3 separate regions of the Mus musculus genome follow, and all the other regions are linked to region 2. A link is a contact called in public Hi-C data. All regions are on one chromosome and are shown on one strand. Each heading gives the region's core, a stretch centred on a gene start, on an enhancer-like site or on the middle of the called end of the contact. The rest is flanking DNA. Distances are from core to core; before and after follow the strand shown. Region 1 overlaps Rora (RAR-related orphan receptor alpha). Region 2 overlaps Rora (RAR-related orphan receptor alpha). Region 3 overlaps Rora (RAR-related orphan receptor alpha).

The links. Hi-C and Micro-C count contacts between places; a contact is called where the count stands out from the background.
Region 1: a contact with region 2 is called in a Hi-C map of Sertoli cells, with 2.6 times the contacts expected there. The contact joins two enhancer-like sites. A contact is called at or near these places in 2 of 39 promoter capture datasets (both in liver), 18 of 484 Hi-C or Micro-C datasets (LSK cells, Sertoli cells, cortical neurons and 8 more), 3 of 115 datasets of contacts at active chromatin or transcription factors (the SCID.adh cell line, embryonic stem cells and liver) and 1 of 9 other capture datasets (pancreatic islet).
Region 3: a contact with region 2 is called in a Hi-C map of liver, with 3 times the contacts expected there. The contact joins two enhancer-like sites. A contact is called at or near these places in 10 of 484 Hi-C or Micro-C datasets (Kupffer cells, Sertoli cells, epidermal suprabasal cells and 2 more) and 1 of 9 other capture datasets (adipose tissue).

Annotation. Positions count from the first base shown.
Region 1 is chr9:69,298,130-69,301,250 of GRCm38.p6, reverse strand. The region is part of intron 2 of Rora (RAR-related orphan receptor alpha); the gene reads right to left. It overlaps Gm46153 (a long non-coding RNA gene), which reads left to right. Exons shown (of 2, transcript XR_001779364.2): 2 at 596-831. Among named protein-coding and RNA genes, the nearest start is that of Gm46153, 5.9 kb to the left of the region's middle. Within about 2 kb of position 1,525, at least 39 of the 459 cell types and tissues checked have an H3K27ac peak or open chromatin away from gene starts, as enhancers often do. A contact at or near this core is called in Sertoli cells, where this site is marked.
Region 2 is chr9:69,182,788-69,185,696 of GRCm38.p6, reverse strand. The region is part of intron 1 of Rora (RAR-related orphan receptor alpha); the gene reads right to left. Among named protein-coding and RNA genes, the nearest start is that of Gm46153, 120 kb to the left of the region's middle. Within about 2 kb of position 1,611, at least 7 of the 459 cell types and tissues checked have an H3K27ac peak or open chromatin away from gene starts, as enhancers often do. A contact at or near this core is called in Sertoli cells and liver, where this site is marked.
Region 3 is chr9:69,109,032-69,112,231 of GRCm38.p6, reverse strand. The region is part of intron 1 of Rora (RAR-related orphan receptor alpha); the gene reads right to left. Among named protein-coding and RNA genes, the nearest start is that of Gm46153, 190 kb to the left of the region's middle. Within about 2 kb of position 1,696, at least 12 of the 459 cell types and tissues checked have an H3K27ac peak or open chromatin away from gene starts, as enhancers often do. A contact at or near this core is called in liver, where this site is marked.

The DNA of each region.
Region 1 (3,121 bases), core at 276-2,775, 120 kb before region 2:
AGGGACAGATCTCCATGTTTCCTTCTGGTTCTGTTTGCTGTTGTTGTTTTGTTTGTTTGTTTGTTTGTTTTTAAGCAGGTGGCCCAGGAGGCACAGCATTTCTGCCTGCTAATCACTGGGGAGAAATGGGGGGGTGTACTACATCTCTTAGGGATCTGGGGCTTTAGTGTGCCGTTGGGAATACAATCACGGTGGAATACAGTGGTTTAGGCTGTTTGGTGGTCTTCATTTTTCAGTTAATACCCCACTCCTAGGTTTCAACTCAACCATCAAAAATGGAAAAGGCTTTGGGCTAGAACTTGATAAAGCAGGGCTGTAATTTGCCAGAACTAAGTTTAGGCATATTTGTTAATATTAATGAAAGCCTTCTTGTTTTAAAATGTATTTAAATAGCTGGCATTAGTAATTACCTCTTTCTACCTTAGAATTTTCACTTCCAAAAGGAGCTGGTTAGCCGACTGAAGTATCTTAAGCAGTTATAGTTGGGGACAGGGAGTAAAGAAGTCAGCAGGCTTCTGTGTGCCTTTCCTACATCTTGAACGAGAGACCCCAGCCCACCTTTCAACTGTAACGGAAACATTTTTTTTTCTTATAGAAACATGAACTCTGGAAAAGACCTTGGCAGCTGTCAATCACAACCTTCTAATTTTACAAACAGGGCAAGAAGGCAAGCGAAGAAAACCTGCCAGTTACCATGCAGCAGATCCAGACTAGAGCCCATGCCTTCATCCGCTTCCCTCCACACGCAGGCTGGGGCTTTCCACTCCTCAACACCGTGTGGCAACTGGGGGCCCAGATGACTCATGCATCAAATAAAGGTGTTGAACTTAAGCGATTTCTCAATCAGAATCATCTATGCAGCTTACAATTTACCAGCACATGCGATCCACCAAGGCCATCAGACCAAAATCACCAGAATCTCAAATAGAACACGCACACACAAATACACATATATTGTTTAAAATTTGACTTTTAAGTACATGTCTGTGTGTGTGTGTGTGTGTGTGTGTGTGTGTGTGTGTGTATGTGTGTGGGGGGTATGTGCACATGAGTACAGGAGGCCAGTAGAGCGTGTTGGATTGGGTTGATTGGCCTGGCATGAGCACTGTGACTAAAACTCAGGTCCTCTGTAAGCAGTGTGAAGTTTTAAAAGCTCCAGCTCTCTAATCCCTAAGAGCCTGTATACCTTGAAAGTTCCATCCTGTCTAATATACTGACAATACTGGGTGCTGAGAGACCAGAGAGCCTCTGAGATCCGTTCTAGGCCTGCTGCAGGGCGTTTAGCAAGGTTTGGGGAAAGCCTGTGACTGAGCTCTCTTTTTGCTCATCCACCAAGCCATCCTACTTCTGTCAGACTGGTTGTGCTGCTGGAGTTACCTATATGAAGGCAGCTGGCATGTTTACTCAAACATTACCCACCACAGCATACACTCACCAAGGACACAGACTACATATGTCATGGTCACCACTGTCTGAGTAGCCCACAGCATTGAAGCTGCCCCAAGCAATGGGGTAGGTATATTGCACAACCACCTCCCAGGGCCAGAGTCAGTTGGAGTGTTGTCTGCCTCCACACCACTCAGAGTCCAACTTTACTGGCGTTTCCAGATGAAAACTCACTCTACACAAAAGGCAGGGTGTCTGGTTATTGGAATCAGAGACAGGGTGTCTGGTCATTTGGAGTAGGAGGTAGGATGTCTGGTCATTAACCCCACTCCCCCAGCTTGGCCACTGCAGACACACTGAGAGGATGCTTAGGCCGGAGAAAGGCCCTTTTGTTCATAGGAAGTGCTGAGGAAGAGCTTAGGAGTAGGGAATCTTTACTTTGTTGCTGAAAAAAATAACATTAAATTAAAAAAAAAAAGATAGAAAAGGTAACACAGGAAAGACATTGCTGTTTCCATTAGAGTTGGCTGGACTCTGTGGCCAACTCCCCCACCTGCTCTGGGAGATTCAGTTCCCACATACAGGTCTGGAGTCAATGTTGCAAACAGAGGCCAGAACTCCAGACAGTGTCATTCAGGAAAAGGAGTAGAGAGCTTTGCCATTATCATAAGCGCCCTTATTGGACTGCCTAGACTGCCTCAGGACCCTCTCCTGTTTAGGTCACGTGGGGTTAAGAGATCTGGGGGTAACATTCCACCCACTTCCTCCTTCATGCTAGTGTTTAGCAAGGCCACAGAAAACGATTCCAAGTGTGGCTGTTACTGAAGTGATGACAGAAATCCCTTACATTGGGTTCCCATCTCTATTTCTCTTCAGAGGACCCCGAGGAAGCCTGTGTTTACCCTAAGATCATTCACTGTTGGAGCTTCGCTTTAGACCTCAGTTAGGAGGCCAGAATAGGGCTTTCCAAACTGATCTAACCCTCACGACCATCAAAAGAACTTTTGTGAATACTGACTCATTGGCTTTGGCCCAGATCACCAGAAACAGAACTCTACACAAGATAAATGCCTTCCATGTGATGGCGAGGACTGATGGTCTCTAGGAACCACTGAGGGAGTAGAGCAGCCCACCGCCTACCCCAAAGCTGACAGCTTAGAACACAAGGGTGTAACAATTGAGGCCCAAGGATGCCCGCCTGTATCAGAAACACCCAGGATGCTGATTAAATCCGCCCTCGGGGCCCGACCCAACACTGACTCCACCATGCCATCTCTAGGTGGGACTCAGTAATCTGCCTGTTACAGGCTCCAGTTAGGAGCTTTACTCCAGGTTCAGGAACCAGTCCTAGGATCACTCGTGAAGATATTTTATTGTTAACTCTTTGATTACTTGAAATCAAACCATGTTCACACATAGATATAAGAGTGGGCCTTAACCAATCAATGTTTTGTGGGATCAGATAGTTTTGTGTGTCGCCAAGTGTCTTGGTTTTCCAATGGTATGTACCTCTGAGAAACTACAAACTGGCAAGCCCAAAACCCTCAGCATAGCCCTCTCTGGTTAACTGTGGCTGCCAGCATCTTGGTATTTGAAAAAAAAAAAAAATGCTGATTCACCACCCGAGACACCTGATTGACAGGAAGAGCTTGAATCTGACTATCACAGCATATAGGTGGCACCAGAATGGTCTAGCATACAGGAAACACTCAAGCATCGTCCGAAAGAAATATTT
Region 2 (2,909 bases), core at 362-2,861:
TGTAATTTTGGGTAAGGCAACTAATGGTTTGTGCCTCAGTTTCCCTAATTGAACAGGGATATAATTGTTTTCTTTCATCATAAAATTCTACCACTAGAAATATGGCCCAACTGAGACAGTCTAACTGTCATGTGATAGTCATCTCAGCACTAGGGAAACTGAGACAGGAGGGTTGTCACAAGTTGGAGGCTAGCCTAGACTATACAGAGAGTTCTTCCTTAAAAAGAAAAGAAAAAAGATGGGACTGAAGAGATGGTTCAGCTGTTAATAGCACTGGCTGTTCTTCCAGAGGTCCTGAGTTCAATTCCTAACAACCACATGGTAGCTCACAACTATCTGTAATGGGATCCAATGCCCTCTTCTAGTGTGTCTGAAGACAGCTACAGTCTAGTCATATAAATAATAAAGTTAAAAAATACTTAAAAGAAAACCAAATATAGAAGAAGTATAACCATATTGATTAATCTTTGACTCATGGTCCATGCAGATCCTTTCATCACCCCCTTGCTTATTTGAGAGATACACAAGGCAGGAGCCACACAAGTGTCAACAAAGAGGATGATGTAGGTCAAGGATGTCTATATCATGGGATAACACAAATCTCAGAGAAGGATGTTCTAGCAGCATGAAGCAAGGGAAGCAGAAGGATACAAAATGCCAGAGAATAATCTTTGCCAAAAAAGAAGAAGCACATTGAAAAGACAGATCGAAAATATATACACTAAATTAATTAGAGTGGTTATTTCCAGGAGATAGGAAATGATGGGTCACTTTCTCATTGCCCTGCCTATGTCTCCTAAAATACCTACAATAAAGGTATATAAATAAAATTTTAATCATGAGAAAAAGGCTAGTATGGAAACACCCATTTCAAAGGGCTACTGGGTAGATAAAATGAAACAATGAATGGGAACGCTTATTCAGAATCGCTTTGTTTTTCTTTGTTTTGATTGTTTCAGGTATCTCGTTGTGAGGCCCCGTTTCTCATGGCAACTGCTAATTGCAGCCTTGACCTTTCCTAGGGGACAGTGGTGACAGAGCTAGCTGCTTTCACGAGGGTCTACAGTGCTGTGTAATTGGGTAAAGAGTTAGCCTAACCAGACTTTACATCAGAAAAATTATCCCTGCTTAACTCAGTACGCTTTATGCAGTGCTCTGCAATGAAGGCAGGAAAGAGGTAGGCACTGTCTAGGTTTTGATTCCTGGGAAAACTAGCATCTTTATCTACCAGTCCGAAGTCTGCTAATGTTCACAGAGAGATACATTTAATGCTCACCATACCGGAAGGTCTCTAGAGAAGCACAGAACAGAAAATTGAGTTTGTGGACGTGGCAGGACTTAGAAGGCAAAACACAGTGCTAATCACAAGGCCTTCCTGAGTGGCCTTGAAAAGGAACAAGGGGGAGAGAGAGGGAGAGAGCAGCTTTCAGTTCAGACAGGACACAATGGGAAATATTCCTGAATGAAACAGTATCATGATTGGCATTTGATTTAGCATGGGAAAAGGGCACAATGTATCAAAGTCTTGCCAAAGACTGCTTGGGTATTGACGTATGAGAGTTCACCTATTGTTGACCTGTTGATGAGCGTGGGTGAATCGGAAGTTCACTGATTGACCAGACTGGCTAGAGACCTATGCCCCCTGGGATCAAGTTCACTGATTGACCAGACTGGCTAGAGACCTACGCCCCCTGGGATCCTCCTGTCTGTGCCTCCTCAGACCTGAATTATAAATGCACAGCATCACATTTTTTCCCCTTTTCTTTTCTATGTAGGTTTTGGGAATCTCAGACTGTGCATGCTTGCATAGAAAACACTGTATTGGCTCAGCTGACTTCCTTCCTTCCTTCCTTCCTTCCTTCCTTCCTTCCTTTCCTTTCCTTTCTTTCTTTCTTTCCTTTCTTTCTCTCTCTCCCTCCCTCCCTCTCCCTCCCTCTCTCTTTCCCTCTCCCCCCTCTCTTTCTTTCTTTCTTTCTTTCTTTCTTTCTCTCTCTCTCTGTCTCTGTCTCTCTCCCTCCCTCCCTCCCTCCCTCCGTCCCTCCCTCTCTCTCTCCCTCCCTCCCTCCCCTCCCTCCCTCCCTCCCTCCCTCCCTCCCTCCCTCCCTCCCTCCCTCCCTCCCTCCCTCCCTTCCTTCCTTCCTTCCTTCCTTCCTTCCTTCCTTCCTTGTTCTTACAAACAGGGCCTCATGTAGGCCATGCTTGTCTCACACTCACAATATAGCCAAGGATGACCTTGAACTTTCTGATGTTCCTCTGTCTCCATTTCCAGGGACTGTAAGTGTGTGCCATCGCCCCCATCTTACCGGGTGCTGAGGATTGAACCCAGGATTCAGTGCAAGCAAGGCAAGTACTCTACTAGACTATATCCCTAGTCCCTGAATATTTCATAATAGAAAGATAATTTTAGCTAGAAAGGGATGGCCAGAAAACTGAGAAGCCATGCCTCCCTCACAGGAAGTGTGAGTGATTCCTGCCTGGGCTGTGAACATCGTGGAATTTCCTCAGCAGCTGAAGAAGGTGTTACTAGGGCAGTTCCAATACCTTGGGAAGTAGTTACAGAGACACCCTGTACACAATATTCATTTAAGGGCACAGGAGATGGCTCAGTTTGTAAAGGTACATGCAACTAAGCCTGAAGAGGAGAGTTCAATCCCCAGGACCCTCATGGTAAGAGAGAACCAACTCTAGTTGTCCTCTGACCTCTGCACATGTGCTGTGGTATATACACACATGCATGTGCACAAACACACACACACACACACACACACACACACACACATTTAAAGAAACATTCCTTTATCTTTATTTATGGAAATAATTTCATCCTCTCTTCTTTAAATTCTTGTTTGTAATGAGGTCTTAGTCTTTCAAATCTTGACTTTGTCAACTAGGATAGGTCTTAGGAACAT
Region 3 (3,200 bases), core at 447-2,946, 74 kb after region 2:
GCTCAGAATCGTGGTCTGTCACTCCCCAACAGGATCCTACCTTCTTCTACCTGTTCCTAAGCACTGCCTCGGGGTACAGGCAGCCTTTCTTCCTCCTTACCGGTTTTGAATGAAATTAAAGCTAATCCTCTCTGGTTTGGCTAGGTCTTGTGTAAGATTCCCACACACAACCATCAACACGCTGTTGGAAGAGATAGCCAAGCTACCACACCTCCTGCAACATTAGCAAAAAGAGACAATTTTTTTTCTTTCCTTGTAGGAAATAGCTTTGAAGCCCTGACTCACAGAAGCCACCTTCTCAAATCTTCCATTTGACTTCTCCTTGCCAGGACACAGGTATCGACTGTAAGAAGCAAACCGGTGAAGGATGAGCAAGGCCTGTGTGAGATCAACAGGAGAGAGGAAACTGGAGCCCTGTGGGTTTCCACTCCATGACTTCAACAGACACCTTGATTTATTTGGGGGAAACACTAGAGGATCGAAATGAGATCTCACTGTGTGTAGCTCAGGCTGGAACTGAGATTGTCCTACCTCCTTTCCCCAAGTGGTAGGAGGATGGCTGGGTATCCCCCACATCGGGCCCTCACTCCTCGTTACCAGAACTGTGGCTGCAAGCACAAGGGACGGGGCAAACTCCTCAACATTGCTATTTCCTTCCCTCAGTAACTGAGAAAAAATGAAAAGAGAATCAAAGAGAAAACAGGCTGAAGCCGAGGACTGGCTTTCAGGTCATTCTATGCTTCCAAAGAGGAGAAATTTGCCTGTCATGTCTATAATTTAGAAAGCTCTAATGGGTGGCTCCTAATTTATTTATTACTCATAGAAAGTTGTAAACATCCCTCCCTAAACCATCAGGAAATAATCTGGGCAGGAGTCAAGTGCTTCAGACATTTGGCACTTTTAATGGGGCTGTTGTTGGACATAGTTCTGATCTCTGAGTCTAATTTATCTCCTTCCTTACATAGGGTTGTGGGTAAGCTATTCACCTGTGTGGTGTGTGTGTGTGTGTGTGTGTGTGTGTGTGTTAATTCAATTAAGATAGTCAAAAGGCATCTTAGCTTTGTCATCGTCTCCTTTGCAGACTGCCAGCTTAATAGGAGATTCCAAAATTAGTAAAAAAAAAAAAAAAAAAAAAAAATTAAATAAATAAAAAGAAAAAAAAGCCAATTTAACAACAACAAAAAGGGGCATTAGCAGAATATACAAGCTGGAGAGTCAAACAGAATTGTTTGAAATACCTCAGCCTGGTTTCAAAGAGCTTCCTGCCGTCGAGCCCAAACACCCAGACAGGTAGACCGCTGTGAGATATGTAGGCGCTGCCTGCTGCCTGCTCCTTAGATGGTGGGAGCATTTGAAAGCATCAAAGTTTCCCGTATAGATGAGTGTACATTTATCCCCGAGTCTGTGATCTCTGCACTTGCCTATTGTAACTTGCTGTTTAATAGCTTGGCAAACCTTGCCCCTCACAGACTACAGATTCTTCCCCCCCCCCAGCCCCCCTTAAGGATCTGCTTCTCTCCCAGGAGAGTCTCGCTGGGGCTGAGTTTTGAAAAGTTTTCGTTCCTGGGCTTGTGCGAAGATATGGGGTCACTCTTTGAATTCAGCACTGTTGAAAACCTCACTTGCTGGCTTGGCTTTTCCTCACCCTTGGCGTTGGTGATTGGTGTCTGCATGTGGCCAGTTGGTGCCCTCTAACCATGGGGCAGGTGCCAAGAACCAGCCCTGCTAAGAACGAGGAACAACCACAGCCTTGCCCTGTACAGACCCATCACTCCATAAAAACAAGATCAAAGGTCTCCACCTGGCTGCCCACAGACATGGACTGCCTGGACTCTGGCCATGTTCTCAACTTCAGATCACAACTGCAGGGGACACTTCAGACCGAAATTTGTACTGCACATTTCTAATAATCTGAAATCTGGGATCATGTAGCGCTTCCTGTCCTGAGGAGCCTAGTGTACATCAGACCTCCTCCACACTGCAGAGTCCCTTCAATTTGGCTCTCTTGCTACCTCTGTTACCTGCTGGGCCACTGGCTTTTTGAGTCTGTGACCTATGATAAGGACACCTCACACAAAGGCAAATAATGACTGGTAAACTTGGGGGACAGACAGCTGATGTGGCTTCCTGCTGATTTTCAGGACAACACCAGGATAGGATTACAACACCCTGTGTGGCTAGGGAGAAATTGAGGCCCTTGGATTTTCAGTGCCTTACTGCATTCTTGCTGCTTAGGGAGTGAGTGAGCCAGGTATCAAAGCCTGGGCCATCTTTGTTCTTTCTGGCTAGAAATGTGAACACTAGCCAGAACCCACACTGCATCCTCTTGCTTGACCCACTCTAGTCTGGCCATGCTGACTATGCGCCAGGCATTTTGAGTCCTAACTTCCTTCTTTTCTGTTTGTATATTGACCTCCTGTCTACTGAGCTTTCTCCCACAACTTCCCTTCTGTGTCTGAAAGCTCCTCCTCTTGAAAGATTCCACTTACTTGTAAGCCTCTGTGTTAAGACCCCTTCACCCCAAAATCTGACCTCAGAGCTCCCAGAGTCTATTTCTGTAACCCATTCATAGGAAAAGGCATCCCACACAGCCACTGTCAGTTCCTTAAGGGCAGACTCTGCCTCAGGTGTCCCCTCAAGCCTGGTTCTAGTCCTGACAGGCAGGCAATAGTCATTGCAGGGTGGGCTACTAGGTGGAAGAACCTGAACTACACTCATGTCAGGATGTCCTTGAGTTGGAGGACTGAACATAAATCCCACCAGTGTCACCACTGGGTTCCTCCTACCAGGAATGCAGCTCACTTATCCAGCATGACTTCTGATAAATGAGAGCTTGTCACTGAGTCTTCTTTTAGCAGAAGGCATCACAGTCTTAAGTTCTTCAAGGAGCTTCAGATTTGAAACCCATCAGTCAGGTACTGTGGCACCCACCTATAATCCCAGCTCACGGAAGGTAGAGGCAGGGGGATTCGGTGTTCACGATCATCCGCAGCAACATAGTGAGTTCAAACCTAGCCTTGGATACATGAGACTCTTTCTCAAACCAACAACAAAAAAACAGCAGCAATAACAGAACACACACACACACACACACACACACACACACACCACTCCAAGAAAGCTAGTGGAATAAAAAATTAAAACATATAAGACACTTGGTGGGCACAGAGCAAGTAAGGAGAAAGAAATGCTGCAAGATC